Regions from separate parts of the Capra hircus genome. Here region 2 is linked to region 1. Evidence: chromatin contacts called from public Hi-C data. All regions are on one chromosome and are shown on one strand. Each heading gives the region's core, a stretch centred on a gene start, on an enhancer-like site or on the middle of the called end of the contact. The rest is flanking DNA. Distances are from core to core; before and after follow the strand shown. Region 1 has its middle 150 kb from the start of PPP1R3B. Region 2 holds the start of PPP1R3B (protein phosphatase 1 regulatory subunit 3B).

The links. Hi-C and Micro-C count contacts between places; a contact is called where the count stands out from the background.
Region 2: a contact with region 1 is called in a Hi-C map of blood, with 2.3 times the contacts expected there. The contact joins the promoter of PPP1R3B here to the enhancer-like site in region 1. A contact is called at or near these places in 2 of 5 Hi-C or Micro-C datasets (blood and liver).

Annotation. Positions count from the first base shown.
Region 1 is chr27:20,280,412-20,286,729 of ARS1.2, reverse strand. No RefSeq gene overlaps it. Among named protein-coding and RNA genes, the nearest start is that of PPP1R3B, 150 kb to the left of the region's middle. Within about 2 kb of position 4,104, at least 3 of the 5 cell types and tissues checked have an H3K27ac peak or open chromatin away from gene starts, as enhancers often do.
Region 2 is chr27:20,428,484-20,434,801 of ARS1.2, reverse strand. PPP1R3B (protein phosphatase 1 regulatory subunit 3B) reads right to left here and starts at 3,859. Exons shown (of 2, transcript XM_005698795.3): 1 at 3,620-3,859. The coding sequence starts at 3,756.

The DNA.
Region 1 (6,318 bases), core at 2,855-5,354:
GTGGGGGTGGGAGGGAGTGTGGTCCATGTTCTGGAGGAGGTACACTGGCTTGACTAACTACACCCTGCCCTCCACAGCCCCAGGCTGGTCTATAACAGAGCAGTGTCCAGCGGGCTATCGGAGGAGGCCTCGGTGGACCAGGCTACAAGGAGGTTGAGCCCTGAGAGCCACCAGCAGTTTCTGCAGGAGGGTACTGCCCTTGCTCCTCATCCTGGTGGCAGCAGGACTATTCTCTTTGTGAAACTGGTTTTCGGCCCAAAGCTGAGCCACTGGGTTATGGCCGGTGTGATCCTAGCACCATTTGGTTATTTCTTGACTTTCAGGCGGGGTGCTTCTGTTTATCCTGGCACAGTCCCTCAGTCAGCTGAGCTGTCCCAGGACACCTGGGACTATTGGCTCACTTCTCCTTAAAGAGGCATTCGTTTTCTCTCTGGAAAACTGGATTTGGGGGTGGGCATGCGTGCCCTGCTCTATTTAAAATGGATAACTGACAAGATCCTACTGTTTAGAAACTTCCTCACTTCTCTCCACGCAGCCGTCTCCTTCCTCCATCTTTAAGCTCCTCTGCTAGTACTAGCTTCCCAAGACTCTTCCTTAATGGTCCCCTATCCCACTGGGTAGGGGGCCTTATCATATGGACTCTTGCTCTCATGCACCCTACCTATCCGACTACAAGTTTCAGGGATCTTTCTCCTGGGAGTCACTGGACACAAACTCCTGCTGACCTGAGGCTGAAACACCACCACCTGCCCGCTCTGGGGTCTGGTTACTTCCCTGCTCCAAGTTTCAGTTTCTTTACCTATAAAATGGGCAAGCAGTGGGAATTACGATTAAGATTAAATGAGCTAATAGTTAGTCCAGCGCCTGAGACACTGCAGCCCTCCATGAGTGCTCGCTCTTCTCCTGACGCATGTGGACAGCCTCACTTTCACCCTCATCCCCATGGACTTAGAACAGAGCAGATGCTCAGTGAATATTTACTGAATTCGCAGTGAAGACATGCAAACTTCCCACTGGATCTGTTCATTAGAACTTTTCAATAAGGACTGGGTAACTTGGGGTTTTCCTTTATTTCATCTGTGTTTTATGGTGTTTCCTCTATTGGAGGGTTTGTTCACTCTATTTGAGTGGAATTAATCTCGGCTCGGGCAGCTTTTTCTTAATCGCTCTCCTTTTGCGTCCATCGATTCAGCTTGTTTTTCCCACATCTGTTCTCATCCTCCTATTTGCTGTTCAGGACGTGTGGCCATTTAAAAGCACTTTAAACTGAGCCTAAGTTCTCCAGGTTTAGAGAGGAAAAGAGCTACCGAATTCTATTAAATCTGTTAGAAAGTTTGAATTCCGCTTCCCCCACTGTTTCTTTTCCACTTTGTAATGAAATGGGAAGAACTAAGTAAACTCCAAAGTCCCTCTTCATTGCAATGGTCTGTGACCTCCTCCTGTGCACAGGTGGATCTTTTAGGGTGAAAAAAATTAGGCAACTTCTGTGAACAAACATACTTTTAATGACTAGTTTGACTGCCTGATATGGATCATCTCAGGAAGGGAATAGATACAATCTCTCTTTGCTGAGCATCTTTCCTATTTGCCTGGAGTCACTAGTGGCCATCAGCGTAGCTGAGCTAAATGTCTGGATGTTTTGCTTAAGTTCCCTTGAGGCCAGGGATTCTGAAAAAAGATAACAAGGGTGGACTGAGCTTAGAATGAACTAGGCTCTTTTAGCAATCTTAATCAAAAGATCGAAGGTTAAATATGATGAAGAACCATCATAAAAGTAAGTGAAAAGTGGATCAACAACTTAAGAGCATTCCATCCCCATCCAGGAGAAGCTGAACACGAGCCTCATCGATACCAGGGGGCTGATGGAGGGAGTGGACTTCGCCTGACCACTAGCCAGGAGACCCCTGAGTCAAGGAGCCTCTCGCAGTGCAGAAGGATCGCCCTCACCCCAGCAGGGAGGCCCAGAGACAGCCCTTTGCCCTGTTTCTTCCTCTCCAGTATGACTCACTTTGAATGCAGTCCTGAGCTATTTCTCATCATCTTGTAATCCATTCTCCTTTTGAAAAGCATCTTCTAAAAATCTCATAACTCTTTCCCTGGAGATTGCAACAGGCACCCACTGGGCTCAGGGCTGTCCCACCCTCACCTGATGAGGCCAGTGCCAGCTCTGGGGCCTCCTTCTTGCCACTCTCCCTTGACTGCTGGTGACCGGTGATTGGTACACTTGTCTCAACACAGACCCAGAATTCCACAGTCAGAGACAGGTCCTAACTGAATCATCCCCTCAATTAATGCTTCGTAAGCATCGTCTACATGCCATTAGGCGAGGCCCACGGGGTGTCACAATGGATGAACCAGGGGCCTGCTTTTCAGAAGCTCCAGAAGGTACACAAATGACTCCAAGAGCATCGGTATTGTCTAAAACTAGGTACAGAGGAGAACTTCCCTGGAAGTCCAGGGGTTGAGATTTTGCCTTCCCATGCAAGGGGGCCGTGAGTTCAATACCTTGTCAGGGAGCTAAAATTGCCTTGCAGCCATAACACCAAAACATAAGCAATGGAAGCAAAATTGTAATAGATTCAATAAAAACTTTTAAAATAGCTCACATCAAAAAATTAAATTAAATTATAAGTACAGAGGACTGGGAGATCCAGAAGAAGGAGTGACTAGGTCTGCCTTAGGACGCTGGCAAGGTTTTGCAGGTGGAGAAGGGAAACCATAGCCAGGAACAGAGGGCAGAGTGAGTGTTCAAAGGCAGGGGCTGGAGGAAGTAGGGCCTGTTCGGAAAGTGGTGGTGGTGGTAGGGGAGCAGGAACACGAGGCATAGGGCAGGAAAGGGATCAGAGAAGAGCTTGTAAAGCTGGGTCGCTGTCAAGTGTGAAGAGAAGCTAAGGTACTTGGATTTGATCCTGTTGGCAACAGTATATTCACCAGATAACTTAGCAAGGAACTGAAAAATAATATGAGTCTTAGGTCTTCCCATATAAAATTACCTGTTCAGTCAGCATCCTTGTCAAGTAATTAGAGGTTAAACTTGAGAAGGGATCAGTGGGGAAGGAACCTCCGAGGCAGCCATGGGCGTAGTCTTGACTGGTTGAAGCTGCTGTAGAATGTGGGGATATAGTCACCCTAAATCTTCAGTTTTCTGATTTAACTCCTCCATAAACCAAACTGGTTTCACTGCGCTCCTCAAAGGGAGTCGGCTTGGCTTCCCTGTCACTGTATTCCCGTGAGAGATGATAAGTAATCAGGTTTCTGTCAAAGTGCTTCGGAACACACAGGATGTCCAATAAATACATTGAAAAATAGTACCATGACTTCCCCAGGAGGGGAGATGTTCAGAAATTCCAGGGAGCATACATCCCTACGTAGATAACCTCCTTGGAGAAAGTTGTCCCCTCGGAATTTTAACAGGCACCTTTGAGGCAGAAACATCTGGCAGCAAGAGGGGATGGGCATAGCCTATCAGATCAACTGAACCAAATTTGGTGACTGTGAATATTACCATTCTCGCTGTTCAGAATAGTAACTGTAAGGCAGAGAAGATAAAGCATGTTCTGCAGATCCCTAGCTTTCTGGCTTGTTTAGGGAAGAGGGGTCAATTAAACTGGGGGTTTTTTAACAGCAGGACACTTCAGAGCCTTGAATATGCTTCTGAGCATGTGAGTTCAGAGGAGGTTTTAGACACCTTGTCTCTCGAGTTCATTTGACCACCAGCTCCCTTGTATTTCTTGGTCCACACTGCCTGGAGGTCCCCCCCAGCTAAGACCCTCAAGAAATATTAGCATCCACTCTCTGGCCCTGCTGTGTTTCAAGAGGAAAAGGCCAGTTTCCAGGGGAAGTTGCAGATGACCTGTGAGGCAGGAACTAGTGGCAGAAGCCCCAGCAGCAGCCGAGTCACCTAAGCCCATGCGCGCGCCTCTGGGCTGGAGCCTTTGGGGCTGACCTGAGCGGCTTCCCCTCCTGCTTTTGGCCATGACCTGCCCTGCCCTCCACCTGCCGCAGCCCGCATGACCATCTCCTAGTTATCAGCACTGGCCGGGAGCCTCATCCCTAATCCTGACCGTTCCTAGGCCTTGATATTTTTAGCCCTGGTGCAGAGCTTGTTACAAGAACTCAGCCAGCGGGACCCAAGGCTACATCGTGAATATTCTCTCCTGGCTGTTCACACAGGCTTATGAAATGTGACTCTCTCACCTCACATTTTAAAGTTAGTATTCGGTTCTCTTGGTGAGGAGGGGACAGGAGTCTCTTTCAGGACTCCTTTTGTTCCATATTCTAATTCAAAGAGTTAGTAGTTATTTCTGTTGGTTTTGTTGGTGTTCTCCAGGGTTTGATCTGCTTTGTCTTGTTTTCATCTCTGACCCTTCAGTTATCTTTACTTGGGGGCATAATTTGGGTTTGCTTCCATGTTAAGCATTAATAAAATGTGGGTGTTTTTAAAGCGACCTTTGCAGGAGGTCATGGTGAGTTCAGAGGCACTGAGCTGGAGGACTCGTCCCCTTTTTACCGGGAAGAACTATGCTCTCCTGATTTGGCCCTTCTGGGTTGTCACCTGTGGGTCTCTGCCCCTCTAAAGATACTCCAGAATTCTCTTTGCAAAGCAAAGCTGATTTTTGAAACCTCAGGATCCATTTAAAAATTAAATCCCAGCTCTTCCATGTGAATAAGGAAGTAGTCCTCTAGCTTCAAGCTTTACTTTAATCAGTATTAATTTTATTCAAGTTAAAAATGTTGGTGTTTCTCGTTGTCCAGTAGTCAAGACTCTGTGCTTCTGATGCAGGGGTCGTGAGTTCTATCCCTCGTCAGGGAACTAAAATACCACATGCCTGCTGTGCAGTGTGGACCAAAAAGAAAAAAAAAAGGGGGGGGGGCACCTCACAAAGGTGGTCTAATGGCTAGGGTTTGGCACTTTCACTTCGGAGGCTGGGTTCCATCCCTGGTCAAGGAACCTTCCTATATGCCAGGCAATGCAGCCAAAATACAAATAAATAAATAAAGTAAGATTTTTATTTAAAAAAATAAATTAAATATCTTTAAAAAATGTCCTCCTGCTGCCCTCTCCTTTCACTAAAAGTCTTGATTCCTTTTAAAGCCTCACTTTACTCAAAATAATACACTTTCTTCCATTCTCTTATTCCCTAGGACTATATTTCCATCTGTTTATGGGGAAAAAATCTCTCTGGAGGGCTTGTGAGCTTATTACACTCAGTCTGTCCTGAGATAAGGCCCACCGCCCTCCCTAGCCCGCCCCTGCCTCGCTGTTCTTGGACATCTGACAGCCTCCGCGCAGCTGAGCAAGCTTAGATTTCTCAAGCTCATGGCGTCTTCCTTCTTCCCCATTCCACCTATCTAATCTGGTTTAATTCACATTTTTTTTCCAATTCTGAATTGGTAATTCCTCTTGCAGGAATGTCTTTCTCTTGCTCCTTTCTGCTATTGTCAGCTCTCATTCTCTCTTTTCTGAACGGCTCAACAAGCTCCCTGGTGATCTTTATGAGAACAGCCCCTCCTCTGAATCCACCCTCTACTCTGCTGCAAGAAAGGCTTAATCAGTAATGAGTGCTCCCGTCTGCTCCCCTCCCTACCAAAACCCTCTTACCTGGATCTGGCCTCAGGTCCTCAGCAGTAAATGGAGAAGCAGCCGCAGGAGCTCAGGCCTTCGAGAGAACAGTTGCCAGTCACTGTGTATCTGAACTAGGAGACCCTGACTGCTCCTTTACCTGCTCACCCAAAACTGCAGATATCTTCCACAAAGGACCCGTGTTCCCATGGATCTGGGAACCCCTCCAGGCTCTCCCTCTTTCCTGGTTTCCCCGCTTTCTATTCTATGCTTCATATCAAGTTCTTCCTCCTCTCCTAGCTCCCAGCTAGTCATGGCCCAGTAGGACTCTCTGATGAGTTTTGGAGGTTCATTCTTGGCTCACCCCAGGTATCATGGTCTACTAGCCACAGGCAAGCCCTATGCTTCCTGGTGACTGGGATGCTGCAAACCAGCCCACCGGTCGAGGGGGTCCAGATGAGATGCCCAACACCATCAGGTTTGAGAGATGAAGTTCACTGGCAACATTTTGGAATCCATAACAAAGGTTTCTAGTTTGTCCATTCATTGATTCATTTAACAAATATTTATATACAGAAACTGTCAAGTGCCAGGTACCTAGTGTTGAGGATCCAACAGTGAGGGTGGCGGACCAGGTACCTGCTCACGGAGTCTCTATTCTGATGCTGGAGGGACAGGGAAACAGACCTGTCAGCTCATACACAGCATCAGTAACAGTCAATGGTTCCCAGAGTCTAAAGACGAGCTGTATGATA
Region 2 (6,318 bases), core at 2,610-5,109, 150 kb before region 1:
ACTTAACAAGTATTTCAATTTTTCTTTTCCTCTGTTCATTGCAAAACTCTGTTAGAATGCATTGGAATCATTCGGTTCTACTTTTAACACAGGTAGCTTTTGTTTTTTTAATGAATTGTTAATTAAAAATAACCAAACAGCAGGCAAAGCTGCGCATCTCAGCCCTTCCTCCTCTGCCCAGCCCTGACAACCTGGGTATGAACTAAGGGAGGAGGGGTTCCTCCTTGACCACAGCAGCTTCCTCCTGGCCTGAGTCAGCACAAGGTCAACTGCAGGCTCTCTACGTGCGTCCAGCAGGCCTGCAAACCACCCTCATGCGTGCTTTCCCGCACAACCTCATAACAGATCATTAGAAAATGTTTGGGGAGCTCTCAAAATGTTGTCGAAACAGAATTCTAACACAAGGGGATCAGCGAAAGCAATTGCACACTTGAAGTCGACTGCAATTGCTCTCAAGTTCTAAACCGGCCTGTTGGAGAGGCTTAGTTGAAAGCCTTGGTAAAGTTTCAGTATTTGGAACCCAGAGGTATAAATGTACCCCTGTGATCCCTTTTATCACTGAGCTTTAAGAATGGGGGGTTGGGGAGTTGAGGAGGTGAGGCTGGAGTCAGAGCCAGACTCCACTGGCACTGTGGACTGGAATTAGCAAACAATTCCACTGGCACTTTCTAGAGTGGAATTGGTTGTGTGACTTTCTCCATGAAAGGCAAAAGGAAGGTGAACCACCTGGGGGCCCAGGCATTCCTCTTAGGCTCCGGCCCAGAATCCCTTCACTTTCTCGGTGTCACCAGTGCTGGAGGGGAGGTCACTAACCCCTGTGGCCTCAACAGAGGGTGCAGTCTGACTCTTGTCTCCCTTGTCGGTCCTCACAGGTAGATTCCAGTTTTTATTCACCAGATCATTCTCCAAGAACTGGTGCACCAAAGTGCTGGTTTGGTATAAGCCTTCCTGATCTTCTGCTCAGAAATTCCCTGATGGACCCTGACCACGATGACCCACACCCAGACGCACTCCTGTCCCTGGAGACATGCAAGGTAATCAGAGCTTCCTAAGTCCCTGAAAGGCAGGCACCTGGACAGGTGTTTTAATCCTTAAATGGCATGAAAATGATCAGTTCCAACACAGGATGCACTGGGCTGTACTCACGCCCTCTCTTCTGACAGACTCTTTGGGAGCTCTCCCCTTTCCCTCGCCCAAGTCAGGTAATATGAGTCACCAAGGTTGGTCAGGGGGAAAAAAACCAGAAGGAGATGTGGACACTCAACTGAACCAGCAGAGATGACATTGGACCTGGATACCAGTTCTTTGCAGGACAAGGTCATGAGACTGCGAGTAGCTGTTACTCAGACCAGCAGGGATTCTCAAAACTTTTGCTTCCAAATAGATGCCTAGGAGATCCGTCTTGCCCCATGAGAGACTGGACGTGTCTAAAGGTACATTACAGTGTTTCTGGTCAAAAAGAGGACAAACCCTAACACTCCATGCAAATTAGAGAGAACATGGAGAGTTTTGCATAAAAGCTTTCCCTGTTTCACTAGTGACAAACAACACACCCTCTCAAGATAGCTTGCAAGGGTTACACGTCATGGTGATTTTTCTCTAAAGTCTATCAACTTGTACAGAAAATAACCCTATAACCTTCACAGTTTCAAGCAGCTGAACTACTGACTCTCTGGCTGTGCCTTTTATAGAAGGCAAATCTTTTTCTTTTGTATTGAGGCCAACACATTGCCTCCCCCATTCTCTTGCACCCTGATAAGAAAAGACAGAAATATCAGACACACCAATAACTCACCAGGATCACTGAAGCTACATTGTGAAGGTAAGCATTCACAACCAAGTTACCAGGTATAATTTTTGTTTTAAAGACATGGTCACCTACCCCTTTTGGCATTTCTCTATTTGCTCCCAAAAGGTTTGGCTGCCATAGTGTGAACAAAGTTGGCATCTTTCCCATGGTTCTCTGACCATGGGGCTGTTATTCACAGCCCTAGATGCCACTTGGACGCCTTTATTCTGTCACCACCATCCAAAGCATCTCTGAGATAAATATCTGTGGATGAGGTTACATATTATAGGAAAGAGATAAGTTAAAATGGCATAGTGTCTGCATCTAAAAGTGTCCAATATGAAATATAGCGCACTGGCCTAGGACCGCCTACATGACGCTGTGGCACTCAGGGCAAATTACTCAACCTCTCTGGGCTTGAGCTTCTCCCCTGAGATCCCTTTGAGCTCTGACATTCTGGGTTGCTGATACTGCCTGATGGTTCTTCTTCCCCCTAACTTTTCCCTAAATACCTCAACTTTACTTTTGGGGTAAATCCTCCAGCTGTCTTCACTTCAGTCTTGGCTTCTGGACAACCCTGCCAAATGAACCATTACCTCTTCTCCTCTGCACCCCAGCCTGAAGGCCTTCCTCTGGCTTCTCCTGGGCCGTGGGTCTCCCAGGGAGGCCTGGCCACACAGACCACAGGCCCCAACATCTTCTAGCAACTCTCCAAGTTCTCAATTTTCTCCTCTCCTGCAGCAAACAATACCAGGAGAAAGCCCAAACCTTCTAGTATGTTCTGGGCTCTCTGCTCCCTCTTTTGCACTGAGTCGCTTCCACACCTCTTTCTCTGGACTCAAAAGGGTGGCTGGAACAGGACACGGGGGCAGGCCAGGGAGTCCTGGCTTCGAAGATCCCACAGGTCACTGTCCCCTGGGTCCAGCCAGGCCCGGGCTGCATCCCGCCCCCAACCCCTCCCCGATATCCTTCGCCGGGGGCGGGGGGGAACCCACCTGTGGGGCCGCGGGGAAGCCCCCTTTCCAGCTGGCTCGCCGCATCGGAGAACCCGGAGGGAGGTGGCAGGGGAAGCTGCCGCCACCAGACTACGTGAGCCTCGGTGTGTGTCCGGGAGGCAGGGCTTGGGCTGGGTTCCCGGAGTTGTGACCGGCAGGGGGAGGAAGACGACGAGGAGGAGGAGCCCTAGTTATCATACCAGGGCGGGGCGGCGGGGCCACCCCGGACGGAGAGGCGCCACGAGAGCGTCCCCGCGCGGCCACCTCGACCCCGCCGGCCCAGGACGGCCCGTCTGGGGGCCGGGGACCCGATGTGGCTCGGCTCCGAGTGGCCCCAGCCGCCGGTGCGGATCCGTGTCCCATAGCCCTCGGCGACCTGAGAGATCACCCAGTGTGTTTCCCTACGTTGTAACGGGCAATCGAGGCGGGGTGAGAGACGCAGCGACTTTCCCTTGTGCTCAAGATCCCAGGGCTCAGCTCTAGGAGTGTCGGTTCCCAGGCGGAAAAGCCTAGTGTCAGGTTCGAACTCGGCACAGTAGGGACCAAAAGTGGTCTGGACTCCCAGCCCCAGCCTCCCATCATGACCAGGACCCCCAACCGGTGCATCACGTGGGTGCGGCCAGGCTCCATCCAACCTCTGGTCCCTGCATTGCCCTCTCACCGAGGTAGCAACAGTTTCCTCAAGCCCTTCTACAGTGTCCCATGCCCAGAGTGTAACTGCAAGCTGGCCTGAGAAAGTGTGTGCGGCAGGAACCAGAGAGGGTCCCTGATGCGTGCCCTCGTCGCCGTTTCTGCGGTCGGGCACCGGGCCTTGCGGGCTTGCTGGGGGACGTACCTGGTACAGCTCATAAGCCCCGAAGTGCAGAGGCGCCAGCCTGCGGCAGCATCCCAGCCAAGGTGGCAGGGGCAGCGGCGGCGACAGCAGGAGCGGGGCCCGGGGCTCAGGTGGGCGCCCTCCGCGGGCAGCCGCATCCGTCCGTGCGCTAGACCAGCCCGCCCGCCTCCTCCCTGCGGCCCCTCACCTGGGACTCTAACTCCCAGCCGCCGCGCGGCTCCCTTTAACTTTCAGGCCACCTCTCCCAACTCGGGACCCCTTCCCAGACCCCCCTTTCCCGTGAACGCCCCCCGCAGCCAATGGGCGCGCCCGAGACGAACGCCGTCCACCAATAACCGCGGAGCCGCGGTCCCCCCGCCCCCCCATCACCGCCGCGCCACGTGATAGGCTGCGCGCCCGGAGCGATAGGGCCGGGTTCCAAGGGCTGGGAAGGGGGCGATGGGTCACAATTTCATCCGAAGCCGGGGGAACGGGCGCCAGGGGGCAGAGGCACTTGCCTGCTGCACGGCATCCCGTTACAGCCAGAGGGCTGGACGCCGGCGCCTGGCACAGTTCCCACTCCCTAGGCAAAGTCCTAGCCGGGAAAAGTCACCCTACGCGCGCGGACGGGATTGCAGAGCCATTCACCCGTCCCGTCGGCCCCGCCTTTGCCTTACTCTTCAGCCACGGGGTTCACAGGTGACCGCTAGTTCCTCCATCACACGTGGAGCCCCGGGGGAGCCCCGAGAGAATGCCCAATGCGTTTCCCTCCGTTTTAAGTGGAGCCTTTTCAGGATCAGTATCCCCAGCTTCTAGGATACTGTTGAAAATAAGTAATTACTGAACACTTGCTTTGTGCCCATCACGGTCCGGGTGTCCTTGTGAATGGAATACAGTAAAATCCTTTTAATAAAGTTGTTATTGAGGCAAAGGACCAATACCCATCTCAGAATATTGCATATATAGTTGAGGGTTTCTCAGGTAGGTATTGGAGAAAGCAATGGCACCCCACTCCAGTACTCTTGCCTGGAAAATCCCATGGATGGAGGAGTCTGGTAGGCTGCTGACCATGGGGTCGCTAAGAGTCGGAAACAACTGAGCGACTTCACTTTCACTTTTCACTTTCATGCATTGGAGAAGGAAATGGCAACCCACTCCAGTATTCGTGCCTGGAGAATCCCAGGGACAGGGGAGCCTGGTGGGAAGCGGTCTATGGAGTCGCATAGAGTCGGACACGACTGAAGCGACTTAGCAGCAGCAGCAGCAGCAGCAGCAGCAGCAGCAGCAGCAGATAGGTATATTTCCGAGGAAACTACCTAACTTGAATCTGTATGAATGGATTCAACCTATATCTACAGGGCCTGCTTAATTTCTGTGCTTCAGCTTGAGATCTGTAGAGAATGATGAGTTTAGAATAGAGTTTAGAAGCCCCTCCACCCATATGAGATCAATTTAAATATGCATGTATGTAGTCATAGATATCATCTCCTTGGTGACCAGCTGAGCTAACCACTTTAGGGATGAGGATCCCCGTTTTCCAGTTTTACTGTATTTTGGAAATTAGTATAGGATTACCAGCTTTTTAAAGTGCCAAGTAGAGACATAAACAAGTCCTACCATCTTCTGTTACCACCTTTTACTTTTAAAAGAAATACCCTATTCTGGCCTGGAGAATCCCATGGGTTTGCAAAGAGCTGGACACTACCAAGCACACATGCACACAACTCTATAACAGCAACAACAAAATTCAGGAAGGGCCTAATCTCACAGTAGAGGCTAGTCCTTCATATTGCATATATTTAGCTTTATAAAAATTTATTATGTTGACCATAGCAGATGGGAATTTCTGCTATAAGAGATTTAAAAGGAGCTTCTAACTTTACTAGGAATGTAAGACAAAAACACTGGTCCATTGCAATAATGCAGTTGGAGTCTTTGGTGCTATAGAGAGCTTCCTCAGACTCAGTCTTCCTGTCTGAAGGGTGATCATTAGTCCTCTTCCTTCTCTTTCAGTGGATAAATCTAATTAAGGACCACCTGGGAAATTAACTATTGGTAGGCAGTTGGAAAATGAAATTCCTATGCAATAATTCCTTTGCCAACTCTAAACACCCTTTTATTAGCTGATGAGAAGTTTGAAAATTTATGAAGCCAAGTGCTGCCTACATTTCTCAAGTGGAGGGAGCATGCTAGAGGAGTGGGCAGAGGTAAAGAGCCAACAGGTATTGCAAAACATGCAGGCAAAGGGTGATCTGAACCCAAGTGGGAAGGAGTTGGGACAAGTAAATACAATTTTATAGCATTTGGGTTTGGAAGCATCTTCCTTACATAGATCTAGGAAATCATGGGTAATACTTTCCCCTGTGGTTTAGGTGACTATTTCAGACCAGGAGAGTGGGGCTAAAGTTAGTTGTGGCACACCACAATCTTGGTAGGTAGGAGTGTGGCATCTAAGAATTTGAAAAGAGCACAGTCTTTGATATTGGACTAGAGCTGGCTTGCAAGCTCTGGAGAGCTGTTCCAGGAGAATTCATATCAGTCCTGAGCCCGAGAACCTGAGAGCTGTACTGGCCCTTAGACAATCTTGCTTCATGCTTTCATTTTCTAGCAACAAAGAGGGAAACTGAAAATGGAAAATTTCAACCCTTTAGTCAATGCTTACGAAGTTCCTTTTCTAATATCTGGCATTGAATTGTAGCCTTAATTTTCTTTAATAAGCC